2 separate regions of the Zea mays genome follow, and region 1 is linked to region 2. A link is a contact called in public Hi-C data. All regions are on one chromosome and are shown on one strand. The core of a region is the stretch at or near the end of the contact, and the rest is flanking DNA. Distances in the headings are between cores, read along the strand shown. Region 1 holds the start of LOC100272262 (probable GPI-anchored adhesin-like protein PGA55). Region 2 holds the start of LOC100192002.

Evidence for each region. Hi-C and Micro-C count contacts between places; a contact is called where the count stands out from the background.
Region 1: a contact with region 2 is called in a Hi-C map of leaf mesophyll, with 2.3 times the contacts expected there. The contact joins the promoter of LOC100272262 here to the promoter of LOC100192002 in region 2. A contact is called at or near these places in 5 of 25 Hi-C or Micro-C datasets (bundle sheath, endosperm, leaf and 2 more).

What each region holds. Positions count from the first base shown.
Region 1 is chr1:42,913,508-42,919,161 of Zm-B73-REFERENCE-NAM-5.0, forward strand. LOC100272262 (probable GPI-anchored adhesin-like protein PGA55) reads right to left here and starts at 2,048. Exons shown (of 4, transcript NM_001310029.1): 1 at 1,751-2,048; 2 at 936-992; 3 at 1-844. The coding sequence starts at 959.
Region 2 is chr1:42,710,311-42,716,162 of Zm-B73-REFERENCE-NAM-5.0, forward strand. LOC100192002 reads right to left here and starts at 3,383. Exons shown (of 8, transcript NM_001362822.1): 1 at 1,793-3,383; 2 at 1,444-1,510; 3 at 1,146-1,267; 4 at 541-819; 5 at 62-439. The coding sequence starts at 3,217.

The DNA of each region.
Region 1 (5,654 bases), core at 798-3,297, 200 kb after region 2:
CTAGCTCAGGTCTAGTTGGTGGTTTAAGTTGTAAATCTAAGGTAACATCAGCTGGTCCAGACTTATGAGAAAGCCCATATGAATTAGACATGTTCAGAGTACTGCACATATTTCGACCTATCCCACTGTTTATCGTAGAAATGGCTGCGGCTGGGGTCACCTGAGCTTTCTGATGTTGAATTGTTCTATGATGATAGAACCCACTCCCACTTTCATGCATTTTAGGCAAACCTTCAAGTGAATCAGCTGGGTCCGGAGGTATATTCAGATCCAAGTTAGGCAATCTCCCAACAATACTATTCCCAGAAGCATTGATTTCATTTGCAACAGGAACGTTATTGTAGTGTTCCGAACGACTCTGGCCCAGTTTCTCATCCTTCCTAAGAGAGCTATAGTTATTATTTTTGCCACTTTGACGAGATGGTAACTGTAAATCCAGAGCCAAAAAATTTTGAAGTTGCAATTCATCATCGGGTGCAGACGTCCTTGTAGCACTGTCTGCAATAGAAGGGATCTCACTTGATGCATTAAATAGCACCCCGTTGCCGTTGGTCATGGATAGCGCAGTAAGCGACGTGTTGACATGGTCTTGGATCTGAGTGTCAGGGATTCCCTTACCTTTGGTGATGACTTTTCTGTCTGAGTTAGCGATGTTGAAGAAGGGTTCCTCGCGGCAGCCTGACCCTGTAGCAGCAACAGGCATTGTATTCGTTGGAGATGGGGGCTTTGTCGAGAGCGGTATGGCAGATGCAACCGATCGGTCAGACAAGAAAAATGGCCTCTTCTTAATAGGCACACCAACCGCAGGCTCGTCCAAGCGCGGTACAAGTCGGTGACTGCAAACCTGCTCATAGAACACCCAAAAATTTTAGGCAAATGTGAAAGAGACGTTCAAACAACCAGAATTGACCTCAGAGGAGGAAGTTTCTGAGTACCTCTTCTTTCTTGGCTAGCGACATCTTCCGTGACAATCAGCTGATAATCTGTGTCCTCTGGTACAAATCGTTGTCAGTTTCCCCAGATTAAGCAGAATTAAAGGCACAGTGCATCGCGTATCAGCCAGCGATAAACAGGAAGATAATAGGGTAGAAGAAAAACTATTCTTAATAGAAAAGAAGCAAATTGTTTATTTCCGTGTTAAATAAAAGATAGTACGAGTTTTATACAGAAATAATCAAACTATCTAAGTAGTCCTAGTAGACTGGCAGAAGGTAGATACAAACGAATCTACTGGGTTAATGATGAACACGAACAGAAAGATTCGATTAGTGCCATCAATTTTTTCCCAGATGCCATCAATTCTTTCCCAGATGCCGCAGCTTGATTCATTCACTTAATCGTTAGTAACCCCAAGCAAATCAAAGCGCTAGAGTAGCTGAAGAACCAAGTCCTTCACACTGCTGCCGTGCAGCGCAAAGTGAGCAGCCAAAAGAACTTTCCCCAAACGCAGAAATGGAATCCACGGCCACAGAGCCAAGAGCAACAAGATCGCACGGTTGCGTGGAATAGAAGCATCCCAATATACGTCGAGGTCGAGGGGAAACCAGCGATCTGAACAAGACGACACGATATCTACCCGCGGCCAAGTTTCAGCGAGATGGATCGAGAAAACTGTGGGGGAGGGGGGAATCAACACAAATCTCGTATACCTCTCCCACCGCTCCGCTCGCCGGGGCCGAACAAACAGCATCGTCTCACACAGGGACGTCAAAAAGAATGGAAAAACGAATGGCGAAATACAATGAACTACCTGATAAGATCGCTCGAGTCTGGCCCAGAGCTCGCCACGCTCAGTGCGGCCGGCAGGAGCACACGGCGCCTACGCAGGCGCGGGCGTCGCAGCGACTAAAAAGGAGCGCTCCTAGGCAGCTCACTGGCTCGCGACGGCGACGCGCCAACCACTCCCTAGTCCGCCTCCTCCTGCCGCTTGCTTCGTCGACTGGTGAACTGATCTGGCCTCCCTTCTCCCTCCAGCCTCATCTGCGCCAATCTGATTCCTTCCTTCCCTCCCTCTCCTCCCAAACGAAAAACTGCGGCGCCGGATTTTGTTTCTTTTTTTTATAGCCGTCTTGAGATGCGGTGCGTGCCTTCCCGGAATTTGCTCGAGTAGTCGAGTCCCGTCCCCACCACGCCGCTGTGGGCCCCACGCCCAGCCGCATCTGGCGGTCGGGTGCGCGGCACGTGGTGCTGCCGGTTTACTGTAGCCGTCCGCATCGCTTTGGCAGGCCTCTTTAGTCGCCCAAATAATTTATCTTCCGGCGGGGCCCTCGATCCGTGGGCTAGGTCAGCGAGGCTGGCGATGGGCGCGGACCACGTGGGGACTGGGGACTGCGGAGTGGTTGCGCCGGCGTTGCGCGCTACCGCTAGCGCCGCTTTCGGATGTGAGACGCGCGAAACGCGCGTAGGGATGAAAACAAACGCCGTAATTTTCGGTTATCGGAAACGGTTTTCGAAATTTTATGAAAATTTATAGCTGAACAGAAATGAAAATATATACTGAAAATATGAAAAAAAATCCGGAAAGAAAAACGAAAACGTTATGATCGCTCTAGACCGTTCTAAAAATTATTGTATTTATTTACTATTTTCCCGACGATAAAGAAGTATTAGTCGATAACCCGTGCGTTGCGACGGCTTACAAATACCCATATAAACTATCCACCAAAAAAGATCTGAAGATTTTTTTATTGGTTGTTTTCACTCTTCGCATAATATTTTTTATGAATGCACGGATATTATAGGCAGCAAATCAGAGACCATCATCACTCGCCTCCCCCACTTCCAAAGTTTCGTAGAGCAGGAGGGGCAAGGGAAGAGGCGGGCATACCTGTTCGTTGCTGGAGAATGACACGACGAAGACCTGGTCATCTGAAGGCGACATAGGTAGTATACCGCTAAATATATAGGGAGAGAGAATGCAAGCGGAGAAAGAGCACAGCCGGAGCAGCTCCAAACCAAGAGGCACCCGCACCAAGCGTCAGTCCGAGAAGGGCGAGAGAATGCGAGTGTCTTCTCAGCCCTGGACCCGCCGAAGCGACACAACACCACCACCAACTCTATAGCATATGCCGATTGCTGTCACGCTACGGGTCTTAGTTGTCCAATATCTCATACCTGGACTCCTCGTCACTAAGATAACCTAAGCATGACAAGCGTCACCATGTCCTCCTCGACATCACGCACGGAGAAAGGCCAGGAGCATGACCGACTCGCCCTGTACCCGCATCGACGAGCATCGGTCGGCTCGCGGCTGCGACTGTGGGCAGCAGGTTGGGGAGGAAGAACAGAGCGAAGGCTGGGAAGACGAACAGGACGTCCGACAACGACGAAAACGATAGTGTGAGCATGATTTGAAACGTCCTCGTGGACGTGCAATAGTCATTGTGTGAATCGATGTCGGGGCTGGTGTCGTACGAATACGGGGAGGAGGCGCCTGCTCCTACGCCCTCTGACAAGAATGGGGTGGCGCGAAGGTGGACGCATGAGAGGGGAGAAAAAAAAAGTATAATGACGAACGATGTGGTGGTAACTCAGGCGAGGTCTATCATTATTGTGCGGATGTATAAATGTCCAAATTGGCCATATTTGGCGAGTCGGCCCGAGGCACGATCTATTTAATAGTGTCTGGGCCAGCCCAGCACGAGCGTCGTGTGGTGCTTAGACCGTAGCCTCGATCCGTAGTGCTGGCTCGGTCCGACACGATTTTTTTAATTTTACAAAAAAACATATATATATATATATGTACAATTTATATTTAATATTATAAACACTTGAGTATGATGTTCTACTGGTTAGACAATTTGGCCAAAGTGTCTTCCACCCTTTTCCATCAGGGTGTGGGTTCAAACCCCGCCTTCTGCGCATCGCTTTTTAACATACCTCATCTGATGCATCGATTTTAATATTTACACTGAGTTGATTTATAAGAAATATAGTGACTTTTTTGTAAAAAAATGGCACGGAATTACCGTTGAAACTGATGCTTTAAGTATATAGTAGAGATGCATTTTTTCAAAAATATATTAAATCTAAATTAATCTTTATGCATTTATAATACATTTATCGCAACCTAAAAATTATGAAATCAAATTTATTGTTTTTCTAAAATCAACACATATCTAATCTATGTCTCTATTCAATCTCTAGTTTACCCATCATCATCACTAATTTTCTATATTCAAACTTTATAGTGCGGTTTACGATGCTGAGAGCACCTAGAGGGGGGGTGAATAGGTGATCCTGTGAAACTTAAACTTATAGCCATAAAAACTTGTTAAGTGTTAGCACAATAATCGCCAAGTGGCTAGAGAGAAGGTCTTGCACAATACGATAATCACAAAGAATTCAATACAGAGAAGACACAGTGATTTATCCCGTGGTTCGGCCAAGTACAAAACTTGCCTACTCCACGTTGTGGCGTCCCAACGGACGAGAGTTGCACTCAACTCCTCTCAAGTGATCCAATGATCAACTTGAATACCACAGTGTTATGCTTTTCTTTTCTTATCCCGTTTGCGAGGAATCTCCACAACTTGGAGCCTCTCGCCCTTACACTTTTGATGTTCACAAAGAATCACGGAGTAAGGAAGGGAAGCAACACACACAAATCCACAGCAAAATGCGCACACACACGGCCAAGAATCGAGCTCAAAGACTATCTCTGGGTTCTCACTAGAACGGAGCTCGAATCACTTAGAATGACAAACGAATGCGCAAAGACTGAGTGTGGATGATCAAGAATGCTCTAAGGTTGCTTGTGTGTCTCCTCCATGCGCCTAGGGGTCCCTTTTATAGCCCCAAGGCAGCTAGGAGCCGTTGAGAACAAATCTGGAAGGCCATCCTTGCCTTCTGTCGTCGGGCGCACCGGACAGTCCGGTGCACACCGGACAGTGTCCGGTGCCCGATTTCCTTCCTTAATTGGCGAAGCCGACCGTTGGCAGACGCGGAGCCGTTGGCGCACCGGACATGTCCGGTGCACACCGGACAGTCCGGTGCCCCCTTCTAGCCGTTGCCTCGGCCACGTGTCCCGCGCAGATCGCGCGGCCGACCGTTGGCCCGGCCGACCGTTGGCTCACCGGACAGTCCGGTGCACACCGGACAGTCCGGTGAATTTTAGCCGTACGCCGTCGGCAAATTCCCGAGAGCGGCCTATTCGCCCGAGGCAGCCTGGCGCACCGGACACTGTCCGGTGCACCACCGGACAGTCCGGTGCCCCAGACCGAAACAGCCTCTTGGCTGTATACAGCCAACTCTTCTCTTTTCTTCTTCTTTCTGTTTCAGATACTTAGACAAGTATATTAGTACACAAAACCAATGTACTAAGGCTTAGTAACATACCTTTACTCTTGATTTGCACTTTGTTCATCCATGGGCATAGATTCACATTTAAGCACTTGTGTTTGCACTTAATCACCAAAATACTTAGAAATGGCCCAAGGGCACATTTCCCTTTCAATCTCCCCCTTTTTGGTGATTTATGCCAACACAACATAAAGCAACTAGAACAAGTGCAAAATCACTTCAAATAAAAATGAATTTGAGTTTTATTCAATTTTGGCATATATGGATCATTCTTTGCCACCACTTGGTTTGTTTTGCAAATCAAACTCAAATCTCTATCTCTAAGTCAAACACACATGTTGAAGCATAAAGAG
Region 2 (5,852 bases), core at 2,133-4,632:
CATGGCGTCAGGCACTTCTAACAAAACGTGAAAAAATCAACAATAGTGCAATAAGCCATACCTCAGTCCCTGTAATGCCCATTGCAACTCCAATATCGGCCAGTTTAAGAGCTGGTGCATCATTCACCCCATCGCCAGTCATTGCAACCACTTCACCATCTTCTTTGAGCAGTCTAACTATCTCCTGCTTATGTTTTGGTTCTGCCCTGGAGAAGAGAAGGCCGCACTGTTGTCTTAAGAGCTTCTTTTTATCAGAAAGTGCCATGAATTCCTTCCCTGTGAAGCTTTTTGAACTGATGTCTTCATGAGGGCCAAAAACCCCAATCTCATGGCAGATGGCCTCGGCTGTTTCTTTGTTATCTCCTGTTATCACCATAACACGTATTCCAGCAGCTCTGCAATCTTCAATTGCTGTGTGGACTTCTTCTCTGGGAGGATCCTGTCAATAGTGTCTTTGAGTGTTACAGTATATGCAATCATAAATAGAAAGAAGAATATACACATTTGAATAATCTTAATCAGATAAGCAAAAGTTCTCACCCTTAGACCCACAAAACCACAAAAGATCATATTACTCTCTATGGAAGAGTAGTATGATGGATCGAGCAGATACTTGTGAGCTGCATGATCTTCACCATCATATGTTGCAAATTCTGACAATTCATCCTTGTAGGCAAAACCCAAACAGCGCAAAGCACTGGCAGACATCTCACGGAGTGTAGATAATATGAGTGCCTTGGCACCATCATCCAATAGCACAACAGATCCATCGAGCAACTGAATGTGGGTACATCTCTCTAGCAGATTCTCTACTGCACCCTGCAAAGTTTTTTTCGACCACAAAACATTCATACGACAATGAAAAAGACATGGCCAACACATTGCAAGCAGTAATAAAGCAAGACATTTCGATCACAAAAATATTTCATAACATGCAAGGAAGCAAATGACATCTGAGTGATAAAGTAACAAACAGGTAATATGATGCAACCCTTTCAGGGGAAAAGGAGGGAGTAGCAAAGTGCACAAATGGTTGGACAACATCACAGCTTAAACAGACGAGCAGCAAGAAGCAGGTCATTGCTGTGCACTTGAAACTGACGACCTAAAACCACAAGGAATGCAAACTCCAGCACAATACATACCTTGACAAGCAGCACGTTCTTCCCAGAGTCCACTTTCACAATAACTCCCATTGACTTTCTGGTGCGATCAAATTCCAGAGTTGCTACTCTCTTGGCAGCATTGTTCCACCACTGACAGCACCCTAAAAATATAAATAAACGAATACTAATTATTACAGAATCTTTAAGGCTCTTACTCATTCTCATCTCTCGTATCAAACTCCACTCTGTAAACAGTCTACAGCAGTGTTTTGCACGGCCGTATGCCCGAATTGATGGCCGTAGCCTAACATTTTACAAAGCAGAAAGGAATACATACTTAGCAAATCAGATGAATCCAGAGATGGAGTATAGCCACCAGGAAGCCCCATTTTCTCAACCAAAACCTGCCAGAAGTAGAACAGTCACACGAGAATGTAAATTCAACAATTCCAGATACCTTGATGAAACAGTTGTGTTCAATCTTTTTAATTGTAGAGAGGTCACTGAAAGTAGCTACTAGTTCTTTTATCATATTATTCTTTTGTTGAATAAATTGCTATTAACCTTTTGCAGATATACATTACCTGCTCCAAAGCTACATGCAAGATAATTTCACAGTAGAAAAATAATTTAACTATAACAGCACCCCAAATGAAAGGAAATCTTATCGCATGAACAGATTGTACCTTCAGAGCAGCTTCTGTGGGCATCCCAGTAGCAACATACTGATGCTCAGCGTGGGCAATGCTTGCATCATTGCAAACTGCAGCAATCTTTGCGATCATCTGGAGATTTTCATCCATGCTCAAGCTTGGCCAATCATGTATCTTCCCATCAGTTGGATCATAAGTGGTTCCATCAACCTTAAAGCTCCTAAGAGTATCAGGCCACCTCCCAATTGCCACAAGCTTCACTGCTGACATCTGGTTTGTGGTCAAAGTTCCGGTCTTATCAGAGCAAATCACAGTTGTACAACCCAATGTTTCCACACTCGGCAGCTTCCTCACAAGGGCATTCTTCTGTGCCATCTTCCTTGTGCCGAGTGCCAAGCATGTGGTGATCACAGCAGGCAAGCCCTCTGGAATTGCTGCAACGGCCAGTGCCACTGCAATCTCAAAGTAATATGTGCACTTCTCAAATGAGAATTTGAAATTCCTAGGCCACCCGTCAACATACTCCCAGGAAAGGAAATACTTCAAGTTGATGAGCCAGACCAAGGCACAGATCACCCCAATTATGGCAGTTAGCGCCTCACCAAACTCATTGAGCTTCTTCTTAAGTGGCGTGTCGTCCTCCTCCTGAGATGCCTCCTGGATCTGGGCGTGGATCTTGCCAATTTCAGTCGCCATGCCAGTGCCCGTCACAACACAGACAGCACTGCCATTGACAACAGTGGTGCCGGCAAAAACCATGCACTCCTTTCCCTGGATGTCAGTGTCCTCCAACTCGATCTTGTGGCTGGTCTTGTTAACAGAAGCGGTCTCGCCGGTGAGAGATCCCTGCTCGACGCGGAGGGTCGAGCTGATGAGCTGGAGCACGCGCATGTCCGCGGGAACCTTGTCCCCGACCCGGAGCTCAACGATGTCCCCGGGGACGAGGTCGCGCGCGGGGAGGCCATGCGACCACCGCCCATGACGCTTGACGGTTGCGTGCTCCGACTGGATCTCCTTGAGCGCCTCGAGCGCCTTCTCGGCGTTGCTCTCTTGCCAGACGCCGACGACGGCGTTGACGATGAGGATAAGGAAGATGACGAGCGGCTCGACGAAGGCGGTGACGCCCACCTCGCCGCCTTCTGCGCCGTCGTAAAGCGCGAGCACGAAGGAGACGACGGCCGCCAGGAGCAGGATGCGCACGAGCGTGTCATCAAACTGCTCGAGAACGAGCTTCCAGACCGACGGCGGGGCGTGCCGCTCGAGTTCGTTGGGCCCGTACCGCTGCAGCCGCGCCGCCGCCTCCTCGGAGCTGAGCCCGCGGTCCGCCGAGACGCCTAGCTCCGCGAGGCACTCGCTTGGGGTGCGCGCCCACGCCGGGAAGACCGGCGCGGCGGGGTCCGGATCGGAGGCGGCGGATCCGGCCCGCCGCTTGCCTTCGTCCTGCCCGCCCTTACCCATTGGGTCGCTGACTCTCTAGATTCGATGGAGAGGGGGCGTCCCTACTGTCCCGCGCCACCAAGGCCGCGAGATCGCATGGAGTAGAAACCCTAGAAGAAGGAGGGGAGCGGAGGAGGAGGCGGCGGCGCGGAGAATGGGCAAGGAGGCGATGGCGATTGCAGCGCACAAGCAAGATGGAGAGGGGGAGAAGCTTTTCCTCTCCTACCCCTTTTTTCTCTATATATACATACATAATGGTATCCTACATAATGGCGTAAAATAGTTTATTATTGCGGGCGTAGATGGACCGATAGAATAGATTGGGAGGAAATAGTTTATTAGTGGGCGATTCGCGGGCTGCGCTCGCCGGTTTATCTCTAAGCTTTGTGTCTCTGCAAGTGGGGCCAAGAAGGGCTCCCACGTAGAGACAGTCTGTCAGTGTCATGAGACTGAGAGTTCGTTAACGTCGCGGCTGGGGTCAGTCCTATGTGAATGTGATGACGATGCGTGCGGGTTAATTAATCAGTTATAAGCGTCTCGACGTGTCTGTCTAAATTTGACTCTCGGAATCATTATTTTAAAACTATTTTATACATTTCCAATCTTTAACAGTTATCCTATATTTTACATGTATTTTAGATAATTATTTTCGCTTAATTTTTAGCAAGCAAAAAAAGCTAGAATGAATAGTAAAGATATTAAAAAATATCTAAAATTTTTTATTAAAATTTATGTTTCTATCGATTAGAAAGTAGTACTCCTAGAGAGGCAGCAGAGTTTCGATAGATGCCTTGCTTGACTTGGGGGCGACGTGAGCAGGACGAGCCTGGTGACGCCACGTGTGCGTCAGGGATCTGGGCTTCCAGGCCCGTTGGTGTTTGGGCCTGCGCGTGCCACGGGAGAAGGGGTTCATTGCTCTCGATCGAGACTGAAACGTGGGTCCCTGTGGCTGTGGCCAAACCAAACCGGACGTTGAGCTGTGAAGGCGGCTACCGTGCGTCGGCCGCGTGCCGCTCTGCTCGGATCGGGCCGCGAGGAATCTTTTTGGAAAGTGCGACGTTAAGCAGCCGAGCCAGCTGGTTTCCTCCACGCATCACGAGCGAAAGTTGAGATCCCCCGTGACGACACAGGCGCCAATGGCGAGGCGCCACGTCATCATCTCGTTGCAGGCAGGCTCCGGAAAGTCCTTGGAAGCGCCCCGGCGCCGGGCGGCAATGTAGGCACACTAGGCACGCAGCCGGCAGCCGGCAGCACCGTTCCGGATCCGGCCGAGACATGGCTGCCAGCCGGTGTGTCGGGCAACCACAAGATTCGCGGCAGCGCGATGCAGTGCAGGCTCACATGGCGCGCCCGTGCTACTGCCGGACCAGACCGTCGCCGTGCGGTCTCTCTCTCGGCTTGCACGCTCGGGGAATCGTTCACGATCGCCGAGCACGAGCAGCTGGAAGTCGCCGGCCGTGCTACGGACGACGCACGGACTGCGCACGCGGATGCAGATCTGGATGGACAGCTGTGTGCTACAGGCGCCGGCGCGAGGCGCGTTGCTGTCAGTCGGCTCGGCCCCCGCCCGGGTGGGGGGGGGGGGGGGGGGGGTGACGGCGCTGCAGCCTGCAGGCATCGAACGGAATGGTAGTAGCAGGCAGAGACTGTACAACGTGCTTCTGCTTTTGCGGTACGGGCGTGGTACAGTACTGGAGGAGATACTCCGAATCGTGTCCGCACTTTGGGCGTGGTGGCGGGTCCCGTCCCCCCTCGCGTCCTGCCAGGCAGAACCGCACATGCGACGGCCTCGGACGGCAGTGCGCACGGTGTACGGTCTGCGTGACACACCACGCAATTACGACAGGGAAAAAAAAAAGGTGGAGAGAGATTGGCATCCATCCGTGTATATGCACGAAAGCGACCGTGGAAGGAGTGATCTGACTTGAGTAGCTACTTATAGCTGGTAGTAGAAAGCAAGGGCTCGTGTTGGGACTTGGGACTGCATGTCTGGATGCGAACACCGCCACACGATGGGTTTGGATGACATGGTTTTCTGCTCAACTGCAAGTTATCTTTTGCTGATCACCGATGCTTGTTTTTTTTTTTTACAAAAAAGTTAGAATTTTAACAGAATTATACAAGCTGGGTTCTAGCGATGAGGCACAAATCTAAGAGACTGAGAAGTCCATAGCCAAGAAACATCTCAAGTCATAGCCCAGCAAAAGATTACATACTCACACGGTCTAAACGAAGTTTTCCTTCTTGTTCACACGCTTAGAGCTAGTTTAAAAATTTAAATTCACTCCGGAACTTTCTAGGATCGAGCTTAATTTTTTTCTCAATCTTCAGAAATCCCGGAGGAGATTTAAGTTTACAAACAAACCCTTAGTAAAAAAATGTACTACTCCCTCCATTCGTTTTTGTCTAACGTATTTGATCGTTTCATGGAGACCAAGAAAACGAATGCAAATACATACGCTGCATTAAAACAGTTGTTCGAAAACAAACTCCATTATTTTTTCCCAAGCTAATATATTCCATACTACTGCATGTGGTGAGTTTTATTATTAATGAATACTTTTCAATACAGCCACACAATAGTTTTTGCAAGATTTGGTTCATGAATAAAACTACTTCTCTCAATGCATAGTTTCATCTCATGTTTAATATGCCA